Regions from separate parts of the Mus musculus genome. Here region 1 is linked to region 2. A link is a contact called in public HiChIP or PLAC-seq data. All regions are on one chromosome and are shown on one strand. The core of a region is the stretch at or near the end of the contact, and the rest is flanking DNA. Distances in the headings are between cores, read along the strand shown.

Evidence for each region. HiChIP or PLAC-seq counts read pairs in DNA pulled down with a chosen protein or histone mark.
Region 1: an H3K4me3 HiChIP or PLAC-seq map of bone marrow-derived macrophages shows a contact between it and region 2, with 3 times the contacts expected there. The contact joins the promoter of Ppil1 here to the promoter of Rab44 in region 2. A contact is called at or near these places in 1 of 39 promoter capture datasets (pre-B cells), 4 of 484 Hi-C or Micro-C datasets (the CH12 cell line, embryonic stem cells and liver), 4 of 115 datasets of contacts at active chromatin or transcription factors (the HPC-7 cell line, bone marrow-derived macrophages, embryonic stem cells and 1 more) and 3 of 9 other capture datasets (adipose tissue, liver and pancreatic islet).

What each region holds. Positions count from the first base shown.
Region 1 is chr17:29,260,062-29,265,886 of GRCm38.p6, reverse strand. It overlaps Ppil1 (peptidylprolyl isomerase (cyclophilin)-like 1), which reads left to right and starts at 1,916. Exons shown (of 4, transcript NM_026845.4): 1 at 1,916-2,015; 2 at 3,996-4,150. The coding sequence starts at 1,960.
Region 2 is chr17:29,110,783-29,116,453 of GRCm38.p6, reverse strand. Rab44 (RAB44, member RAS oncogene family) reads right to left here and starts at 2,273. Exons shown (of 14, transcript NM_001364848.1): 1 at 2,219-2,273.

The DNA of each region.
Region 1 (5,825 bases), core at 667-3,166, 150 kb before region 2:
GGCGTGGTGGCGCATGCCTTTAGTCCCAGCACTTGCGAGGCAGAGGCTGGCGGATTTCTGAGTTCGAGGTCAGCCTGGTCTACAAAGTGAGTTCCAGGACAGCCAGGGCTACACAGAGAAACCCTGTCTCGAAAACCAAAAAAAAAAAAAAAAAAAAAAAAAAAAAAAAAAAAAAAGTACCCCTAAAAAAGATAAGATAAAATCTATAATTTTAGGCTGTGGAAGTTAGCTGCTTTTGATGGTTTAGTGTGTGCTTCTGACATGCTGGGCAACTAAGCTCTCACTGAGCTAGAGCCCCTGCCGCTTCTCTTCTCTGTGTATATGTGTGTCTCTCTGTGTGTGTGTGTGTATTTGTGTGTCTTATGAGAAGTTTTTTTCTTCTGCTGTATGGGTCCCAGGTTGAATTCAGGTCTTCAGGTTTGGAAGCAGGTAACTTTACCCTCTGAGCCACCTTTCCGGTCCAAGAGACTGTTTTTAAAAATAATTTTCCTTAATCATGAAAAATGTCATTCTTAGGGATGGAGAAATGGTTCAGGTGCTCTGTTCCTAACCTCCATATGCCAGCTAGAGCCTGCATGTAATTCCAGTTCTGGGGGATCTGACACACTCTTCTGGCCTCTGTGGGCTCCTGTGTGCCCATACAAACCCAGATACACACACACACACACACACACAAAATAAATAAAAAATTAAAGTCTTTTTTATTTATCTGATCTTTAATGGGAGAGCCTCCCCAGAGTGTTCACCCACAGCTCTGTTGGCCTGTAAGTAAGTACCTTGCACACTACGGTTCAGATTGCTTCTCTTTAATATGCATTGCTCAATTTTCTGAAGAGCCGTAGGTTGTTAAGAGTAAGCATTTGCTCAATTTTTGCTTTGCTGTGCAGGAAGTGGGTGGGTGGGAGGGTAGATGCATCTTAGAACTCAGGAAGTCTTGTAAATATTTTCCTACTTCTTTGTTGTTAATTATGGGATGTTCAATATAAAATATACATTTCCCTCGTGGCTCACTGAACTTGGAGAGAGCTATTTGGGCTAGACTGGATGGCTAGCCAGCTCCCTGGATTCTTCCCCATGGTCTCTGCTTTCCCGGTTGCTGAGGCCGCAAGTGCATATCTACCTGGCATTTGCATGGGTCCTAGGGACCTAAATTCAAGTACTTTACCCACTAAGCCCTGTTAGGCAAGCCGTCTACTAACTGGCCTGCATTTCCAGCTCCAAGGATACCTCTCTGAGTAGTCCTAGCTATCCTGAAACTCGCTCTGTAGAAGAGACCTTGTACAGGCCTTGAACTCTGAGATCCCCCTGCCTCTGCCGCTCCAGCGCTGGGGGCGTGCACCACTATCTCCTGGGACAGTCATTTTAAGCTTTGTCTCTCTTCCCAGCCTTTTCCTCTTTCCACATGCTCTTTGCTTTTGGAGTCTGTGGGATCAGATTTGCCATGTGGCACTTAACGGCGGAGTCTCAGTTTTCTCCGCTGAAAAACGGGACTCCTGTCATCCACAGGATTGCTTTAAGGAATAGACGCTGGGCGTGGTGGTGCACGCCTTAAATCCCAGCACTCGGCAGACAGAAGCAGGCAGATCTTTTTGAGTTCAAAGCCAGCCAGGGGCATCACCCAAGTCTGGGAACTAGGAAATTCTCCAGCCCTCCAATCAGAGTGAAGAAGGTTGTTCCCGCCTTCCGCGCCAAAACAGACCAATCACTGTTCCGGAGCGTGGCGCGAATCGCCCCTGGAGAATCTTGCACTTGTCTGAGTTCCTGCACTGAGCATTTCGACTTGCAACCCTCTTCCCAGCCTAGAAAGAAGGATCCTTCGTCATTCTTGTCCCAGCGCCCTAAATCCTGTCAAGCAAACGGGCGGATCGGCGGGAACCGGAAGTGTGTGCCCAGGGGCGGGTCCCGGGTTAACTCCGCCGGAAGTAGTGATTGCTAGCGGGGGGGATACCTTCGCTCAGCATGGCGGCGATTCCCCCAGACACCTGGCAGCCGCCCAACGTCTACCTGGAGACTAGGTGAGGGTTGGAGGTGGGGGAGGAATTGGTGGAGGGGACGCGGGTTCGTGCCGCAGTGGCCGGCCTGACTCGCAGGTTGCCCGCACGCACAGAGCTGCGGCCGGGAGTACCTGTAAGTTCTGAAGGGACCTCAGGGGAGCCCCTCCAACATCCCGGAGACCTCGACGATTTCTATCTGCTGTCCTTTCCCCACGACGTTTATTAGTTCATTTACCTATATCCACCTTCCATCTTCATTCATTCATTCACTCACTCACTCATTTTTTTTCTCAACAAGTGTGTGTTGATCACACAAGCCATGCGCGTAGGACCTGGATTTTTGAAAACACAAATCTGGATTATGGTGAAGGAGACAGATGTGTAAACATCACGGGACAAGTAGAGTTGTCTGAACAAATTTCTTTGGAAGTAGAAGAAAATTTATTTTCTCCAAAATCCAAGAGTGATCTTTGAGCTGGGGATGCCCGAGGCCCCAAGCTCGGGCTACAGCACCATATATACTCGGTGTGGTTGCACAAGCCTGTAATCCTAGCACTCTGGAGGTGGAAGCAGGAGGATCAGAAGTCCAGGGGCTGGGCTGGGCTGGATAGAATAGACTGCTTACCTAACATTCTATTATATTTATATTAATATATAAAATTAAGCCACCTCCTAGTGCCTTGCCTCCCTTGTGTGTGATTGCGCTCAGTTTACTATTGCTAGCAGCTCCTGTCCCGAAGGCTTTGTATCACACACACCCCTCCAGTTTTAGCAGAGAAATGGTGCATTTTATAGATTTACCTGCAACCTGGTTTTCATACTGATTGAAGGGAACCCTGCTTGGAGCCTGGTCTGCCCTGTCTACTGACTTGAGCCCCATTTTGTCTGCCCTTGGCTCCTGAGTGTAGACATTAGGAAGGCACGCACCACTGCTCTCGCTCCCAGTTCTACAGAGTGCTCACATTGCTGGACCTCCTGAACCTGGGCCATACAGATTCTCCCCAGAGCTCAGTGGGTAATGTACAGCAGGAGCCCCCTGCCTTGTTTTATCCTTAAAGGCACTAAGAGAAGAGAATAAAAGCACTCGTATGGGTGTATGTGGACATTTGAAGTAACCAGCCTATTTGCTTTACACATTCTCTTTAGATTTGATTTTTTTTAAAGATATATTTATTTATTTTATTTATATGAGTACACTGTACCTGTCTTCAGACACACCAGAAGAGGACATCAGATCCCATTACAGATGGTTGTGAGCCACCATGTGGTTGCTGGGAATTGAATTCAGGACCTCTGGGAGAGCATCTCTCCACTGAGCCATCTCTCCAGCCCTAGATTTGTCTTTTAATTATGTGTGTGTGCACATGAGTTCAGAGGCCAGAGGTATTGGAAACCATGGAGATGGGGGGTACAGGTGGCTGTGAGCCCCCTGGTGGAGTGCTGGGATCTGAAGTGTGGTCCTCCCGAAGAGCAGGACATGCTCTTAGGAGCTGAGTCGTCTCCACCAGTGTGACCCACTCTTTAACACAAGGGCTGCTTTATTTTTCTATTCAAGTTTGGTTTCAATAGGTGATATGTTTACATGATCAGAAATATGCTAGAAAATATTTATTGAACATCCTGACTCTTAGCTGGTTGCTTTCTGCCCCGCCTAAGCCCCAGACTGACGCAAATGTATATAAACTACTCATACTTTAATGTCTTTTTATTACATCTATAGGTGTCATGTGAGGACTTTCCCCTTGTTCGGGGTTAGTTTCAGAGCATCGGCACATGCTTTTAGAATGTTGGCTTGTTTATGGTTGTTTTGCTTTGGAACATTGTATGCCAGAGCTGTCCTGCGTGTCACGCTCCGGTGATTGGCTGTGGCTTTGTTGCTTCCTGGGTTGTTCCCTTCTGAGTATGAACTCTGGGTGCAGTTAGCTGCTGTCTCTCACGGTCAAACGGCAGGAGTCTTGGGGGCTGCCGCCTGCTCTGATCTAGGCTCTGTCCCCACCACAGCATGGGAGTCATTGTCCTGGAGCTATACTGGAAGCATGCGCCCAAGACCTGCAAGAACTTCGCGGAGCTGGCTCGGCGGGGCTACTACAATGGCACCAAGTTCCACAGGATCATCAAGGACTTCATGATCCAAGGCGGCGACCCGACAGGCACAGGTACACTTAAGCCACCATTGGGGAGGAACTGGGTGGTAAGGCAGCCACAGCTTGACCGGCTACCACCATGCATGGTCTTTGTCGTGCCGGGGATTGAACCCAGGGCTTAAAGTATACTGGGCAAGCACTCGACCGACTCAGTAGCGCCCACTCCCCACCTCCAGCATGGGACTGCATCAGGAGCTCCACGTACCACCACCACCACCAGGGTGTCAATGTAGCCCAGGGTGTCCTTGAACTCCTGCTCTTCCTGCCTCCACCTCACACATGCTGGGTTTCAGGCACACGGCTGGCTCTGGTCTCTGATTCTGCTGACAGTGTCTGTCTTCCTCATAGCTACTATGTGTGTAACTCACTGGGAAATCATCTTTGCTCCTGAGCAGAAGATACCGCTGGAGTGAGACATGGATTCGGTTCAGTCAGGAGTGAAAAGCAGGCGGTCCCAGGTCTCGGAAGATAAAACTGTTCCTTTATTCCAACTCATTTATTTGACAGATGTCTGAGGCAGGTGGATCTCTGTGAGTTCTCGGCCAGCCTGGTCTACAGAGTGAGTTCCAGGACAGCCAGAACTACACAGAGAGATCCTGTCTCAAAAATAGTAAAAAACCAGATAGATGTGAGCCTGCTTTGTGTCCGTGACCTAAGCTCTAGGGATATAGCTGTGAGCAAATGAGCAGAGACACACCCATTCTCAGACTGGGGGGCGGGGGGAATCCACACACCCACTCTCAGACTAGCGGGGGGATGGGTGGGGAGCCAGTTTTAGTAGAAAACCAGAAAAGTTCTCCATGGGGTGCTGTTAGAATGGAAGCAACTGATGAGAGTTGGGACCTTGACCTTGGGGGCGGAGCCCTTAGAGCATGTCCTTCTGTAAGGAGTGCGACCACTGCTGTGTTTGAGTAGAGCTCTTTTGAGTAGAGCGGCAGGATCTGGTCTGTGCTTTCCGGGGTCACTCAGGCTGCTGCTCAGAGAGTAGATGGAGGAACAGAGATCAGGCCCAGATCAGGGAGAGGCCGTTCCCATGCAGGCTAGATGGACACAGCAGAGTAGGCTGCTGATGAAAAGGTCGGGAGACATCCCCTGCTCCCATGGGCGTACACATGCGCGCCCCAGGTCCTGTTGGTGTGGTTCTGGGAGCTGAGACCTTGCGCACGTGTGGCACTCGACCGTCTATGCTGCGGCCTCAGCCCAGCGAGTTACTTAGGTTGAATTTGCTGACAAATTCAGCCTGTAGGAGCACTTCCCGGTCATGCTTACTGCCCTCCTTCCGGGAAGTGCTGTGCTGTGCCTTGCTCTTTCCTGTCTGTCTGTTGTGAATAGGTTACCCCCGCCTTCGCTGAAGACCCCCACCCCCTACCCCACCCCAGACAGGGTTTCTCTGTGTAGCCCTGGCTGTCCTGAAACTCACTCTGTAGACCAGGCTGGCCTCGAACTCAGAAATCCGCCTGCCTCTGCCTCCCAAGTGCTGGGATTAAAGGCGTGCGCCACCACGCCCGGCCCATCACTCTGTCTTGCTTGGTTCTCGGTTGTGTCTGTTCAGTAGCTGCATTAGCGCTTTGTTGGTCATTTGGGTTCCAGTCTGTCTCGGTGTTCATCTCCTGTCTGGGCTGCTGACTCACTAGGGTCTCACCCTCTGCTGAGCCCTGCACATCTTGATGGCCCTCCCCCTCCTCCT
Region 2 (5,671 bases), core at 1,024-3,523:
AGGCTCAAGCAAGAAAATTAAAGTTAAAACCACGCCACCCCAGCAAGGAGTACCCCCTTTCTGGTTCCACTTTCTCAATTTCCATTCTCAGAAACGTCTTCAACTCGTTTATCCTGCAAATTCGAATCACCTTTTACTAAACTATACACCAGTGCTTGGCATTCAGCTGGCAGTTAGCAAATATTTGTTGGCCCTGATCGAGTTGGGTGTCGGGTCCCCGGGGACTGCTGGGTAAAGGCCACATTGACAACAGTGATGATGTCACTGATGGGCATGAGGCTCAAAGTCGTCCAAGTAACAGCTGGGCTCCACACAGAGCCAACCAGAAACTGAAGGAGTGAGTCTCCTTGAAACTGGCTGCCTGTCTCACCCAGGACGGACCTCCCCAGGGCCGTTTCTGGAACCACGACTCTGTAAGGAAGCGGACACACCAGGGAAGCAGCCCTGGATGGGACAAAGACTTCAGAGCTGTCCACATGCAGGCCAGCTGTGCTTCCTGGGCAGCCAGGGCTGGCCCTGAGCTCAGAAAGTCACAGAAGCACCGTGTACTCCCTGTGAGCGGATAAAGGCACAGACCTGGCCAGATGAGGCTCCTGCAGTAATGGACCTCCAGAGGCAGAGGAGTTCAAATCCCCAAATAAGCTCTTCGAATGTGGGGAACACCTCTCTGCAGTGTGTTCCCAGAAGTCCCCTGGCATTTCGTAGGAAAGTGGTACCTAGGGTCACCTCACTCAGCTCCACCAGGCAAAGACATCTAGGGAAGGGAATCATACTATACCCTGAGGCCAGCGAGGCCTCCAAGTCTGTCAGAATACTGGTCATCCTAGGTCAGGATATCGCCATCCATCACTGACCCTGACACCCCTATTCCATAATAGCATGTCCTAAATTGGTCACAGGCAGGAATGGTCACTGACAGACAGTGGGGACCTTCTTTGGTGAGTCCATGAAAGCCTCTCTCTCTCTCTCTCTCTCTCTCTCTCTCTCACACACACACACACACACACACACACATACACACACACACACACACACACACACTCCACACACTCAGCTCCTAGGCAATTACCCTTACCCTTCACTTGGTGACTCCAAAAGACCCTTCTGTAGTCAGCTGCAGGGTACCCTCCGGCCTCATGCCCGTGTTTCTGATGGATTCTCCTATACACCCTGCACAATGAAAGGCCCCTCACAACCAGTCAAACAATCAAGCCCCAGGTGTCTCCTACACCTCTCCCCTCACCTGGAGCAAACTTGGAAGCCAATGAGCCCTGCTGCTAGCCACCAAGAGATGGCTGGCCACGATGGCACAGACATGGATTTTAGCTCATAGAACAGGGCCCCGAGGCCTCCCATCAAGAATTGGAGAGGAGGGGGGCTGGGCTAAAGAAAAATAAACAAAATGTAAGAATGAAAGAACGGAGGACATAGTAGGACCACAACACAGTAGGACCACAACCTGACATCTGCCAGAGACTACAGGATCTCCCATCCCTACCATCTTGTCACAGAGAGGTGAGAAACTGGGTTAGCCCAGTGTGAAACTTACCTTGGGAAAAGCCAACCACAGCCAATGGTCTCCCACTGCCAACACCCGAGAGCCACCTAGTCCCAATAGCCTGTCCCACCCCACCCCACCCCACCCCAGCTTCACTCACTAACGGATAGAGAAACAGAGTCTCTAAGAAGCCAAGAAGACCTGCCCCATCTCACAAGTCCACAATCTACTCCTCACTCACAGGAGTAATACATACAGCTCGGGCCTCTGTCAGACAGTACAGGAGTACGGAAGTTCAATTTGCACTCCTGAGACTCAGAAGCTAGACAGGAGTTGGGCTTTGAAGTATGACCCCAGCACCCTGAAGATGGAGGCAGGAAGATCAAGAGTTCAAGGTCATCTTCCGCTGTGTAGTGAGTTTAGGACCAACCTGAGCTACACAAGACCCCATCTCAAAAAAAAAAAAAAAAAAAAAAAAAGTCGGTTGGCAGTATATACCTTTAATCCCAGAATTTAGGAGGCAGAGTCAGGTGGATCTCTGTGAGTTCAAGGCCAGCCTTGGCTACATAGAAAGACCCCCATCTCGAAGGAAGGAAGAAGGAAAAAAAGAAAGGAAGGAAGGAAAGAAAGAAGGAAAAGAAACTGCATGGGACCCGTACTGTCCCTCCCCAGCCCCTCCACACAGCAGCATTGCCTGCTGGGGTGAGTCCCAAATCCCACCTCTCAGAGGCTGCCGTTTGCTGGTGCTCCCGGACCTGTGAGGAGGTCACTGTCTGCTCAGCCCACAGAGCCCACACACTCTGCAACTGTCAACAGTCTTGTCTCTTGCCCAATCGCCCCTTTCCGTTCCCTGGCTGCCTCATCTCCTGCGTTCATCTAGGGAACTTCCCCTGGAAAGGGGCCCTGGCTGCACCTTCTGTCTTGCCTGATGCCCTGGGTCCTGGAATTGTAGCAGAAAGTTAGGGCTGGGGAGAGGTTGTGAGCAGAGGTTCTGTGTGTGTGTGTGTGTGTGTGTGTGTGTGTGTGTGTGTTTACGCGCGCGCGCGCGCATCACACTCAGCCTGTAGTAACAAGGCCAGAGTGTCCTCAGCCCAGTAGGAAGGTCAAGCAAGAGAAGCCTCTGTGGCTACAACTGGTGCAGAAAATGCCACAGGGGAACAATACCCCTGTGATGGTTTGTATATGCTTGGCACTTTTAGAAGGTGTGAACTTGTTGGAATGGGTGTGGCCTTGTTAGAGTGGGTGTGGTCTTGTTGGAGTAGGTGTGTCACTGTGGGTATGGGCTTTAAGACCCTCATCCTAGCTGCCTGGAAACTAGTCTACTGCTAGCAGCTTTCAGATGAAGATGTAGAACTCTCACCTCCTCCTGCACCATGCCTGCCTGGATGCTGCCCTGTTCCTGTCTTGATAATAATGGGATGAACCTCTGAACCTGTAAACCAACCCCAATTAAATGTCCTTATAAGACTAGCCCTGGGGCTGGCAAGATGGCACAGTGGGTAAGAGCAACAACTGCTCTTCCGAAGGTCCTGAGTTCAAATCTCAGCAACTATCCATAATGGCTCACAACCATCCGTAATGAGATCTGATCTTGGTGTGTCTGAAGACAGCTACGGTGTACTTATTTTTTTTTAAGATTTATTTATTTATTATATGTAAGTACACTGTAGCTGTCTTCAGACACACCAGAAGAGGGAATCAGATCTTGTTACAGATGGTTGTGAGCCACCATGTGGTTGCTGGGATTTGAACTAAGGACCTTTGGAAGAGCAGTCGGGTGCTCTTACCTGCTGAGCCATCTCACCAGCCCCGTACTTATTTATAATAATAAATAAATCTTTGGGCTGGAGCAAGCAGGGACCGAGCAAGTAGGGCCGACCGGGGTAAGCAGAGATCCTAAATTTAATTCCCAACAACCACATAAAGGCTCACAACCATATGTACAACTACAATGTACTCACATACATTAAATAAATAAATAGGAAAAAAAAAGACTTGCCTTGGTCATGGTGTCTGTTCACAGCAGTAAAACCCTAACTAAGACCCTCCCCCTCACCTCAGGTCCTCACTCAAGGACAGCATATTTGACAGGAGGGGAGCTTGCAGCAAGCTTCCTTCTTAGGAAACAGACTAAGCTAATAGGTTGCAGACCAACAATCATGAGAGCAGCGTGGTACCGGAGCATGATGGTACCAGAGCGTGAAGACGGATGGAGGATGCTGTAGAACAGGACGGGAATGAGCATCCTGTGGTACAGGATGGGATTGGGGCTGCACTTGGAATCTGAGTTATGCAGGGGGATCTGAGTTCAAAGCCAGCCTGGGTTACATGGCTAGGCTTTTTCTCAGAGATTTAAAAAAAAAAAAAAAAAAAAAAAAAAGGAAAAGGAAAAAAAAAGACAGCAATACACTCAAACGTGTGTAAGAACCTCATGCATAAGAAAGACACCATTCCGTGTAAATAAAGAGATTTTGTATTGAATTAGCCCTTAGGAGGATGGGTTACGGCCACAAAAGCCAGAGCACTTGAATTCTATAATCATCCCTACTAGATTGAAGTTTTAGACATTAAAAAAAAAATACACTTATTCAGGAGATGGTGGTGGAACACACCCTTAATCCCAGCACTTGAAAGGTGGAGGCAGGTGGATTTCTGTGAGCTCGAAGCCAGCCTGGTCTATACAGTGAGTTCCAGTGAGGCAGGAGAAACCCCAACTTGAAAAACCAAAAAGAAAAAAGAATATAAATATATATATATTTATATATATATATCACATATATATATTATATACACATTTATATATTTATATAACACTTATTAATTTATGTAGTTTGTGTATATTTGTGTATATTTATTTTGTGCAAATACTTGTGTAGGGGTGTGTACATATGTGTGGAGAGGTGGAGGATGTGGGGAGATGCACATGCATGCCGCATGAGGTTCATATGTGGGGGTCAAAGGGCAACTTGCAGGTGTCAGTTCTCTCCTTCTACGATGTAGTTGGTCCCAGATCCTTGGGGACCTGCCACTGTGCACATGTGCAAACCACAGTTTGCTCATGCAGTCAGAGGATGACTCGAGGGAGCCTCTTTCTACCCTGTGGTAGAAGGCTTCCTGCAAGCTAGGGACTAAGGATTAAAACCAAGAAATAATGATAATAACTAACAAAGCTTCCAGACTGACTTTTGGTCCCTCCCAGCTGTGTGATCTCTTGTCACAGTGTGGTAAACGCTGACACAGACACTATCTGTTCTGGGGCATGATGGAGAGAGCAACCTAGGTCCCCTCCTCCAGTTGCCAGTTCCAAAATATGTCTATCATAGCTTGGGTGGGCAGCAGGGCCTCAGAAGATGGGAACCAGATAGCATCTGGGCAGCCGTTTCCGGAATATTGAGAAAGCCTGGGTTACGTCAAAGATTTCATCTTAACACAGTTGGTCCCCGAGTCCCTACTTGGAATCCTTACCACTTCCCCTTTCTGGCTTATCAAGTAGGCTGTGTGACCAGCAGGCTTCATGATAGATCTTAAGACTCTGACACTCCCTGGGAGTATTGAACCTGGGACTTCAGTTTGTTGGCCATGGTTTTTAGGGGGTGTACTGGCTAGTTTTGTGTCAACTTGACACAGCTGGAGTTATCACAGAGAAAGGAGCTTCAGTTGAGGAAATGCCTCCATGAGATCCAGCTGTAAGGCATTTTCTCAATTAGTGATCAAGGGGGAAAAGCCCCTTGTGGGTGGGACCATCTCTGGGCTGATAGTCTTGGTTCTATAAGAGAGCAGGCTGAGCAAGCCAGGGCAAGCAAGCCAGTAAAGAGCATCCCTCCATGGCCTCTGCATCAGCTCCTGCTTCCTGACCTGCTTGAGTTCCAGTCCTGACTTCCTTGGTGATGAACAGCAGTATGGAAGTGTAAGCCTTTCCTCCCCGACTTGTTTCTTGGTCATGATGTTTGTGCAGGAATAGAAACCCTGACTAAGACAGGGGGCTTTGGGTTTTGTTGTTTGTTTCATCAGTGAAATAGAGGTGATAACCCTGAAAGTGGGTTCAAAGGGTATAAACCATCTAAGATAGTTAGGCAGGAGGATCAAAGTTCAAGGCCAGCCTTGGTTACATAGACAATTGGAAACCAGCCTGGGCTACATAGTGAAACCCTGTCTCAAAAGACCCTAGGAGCT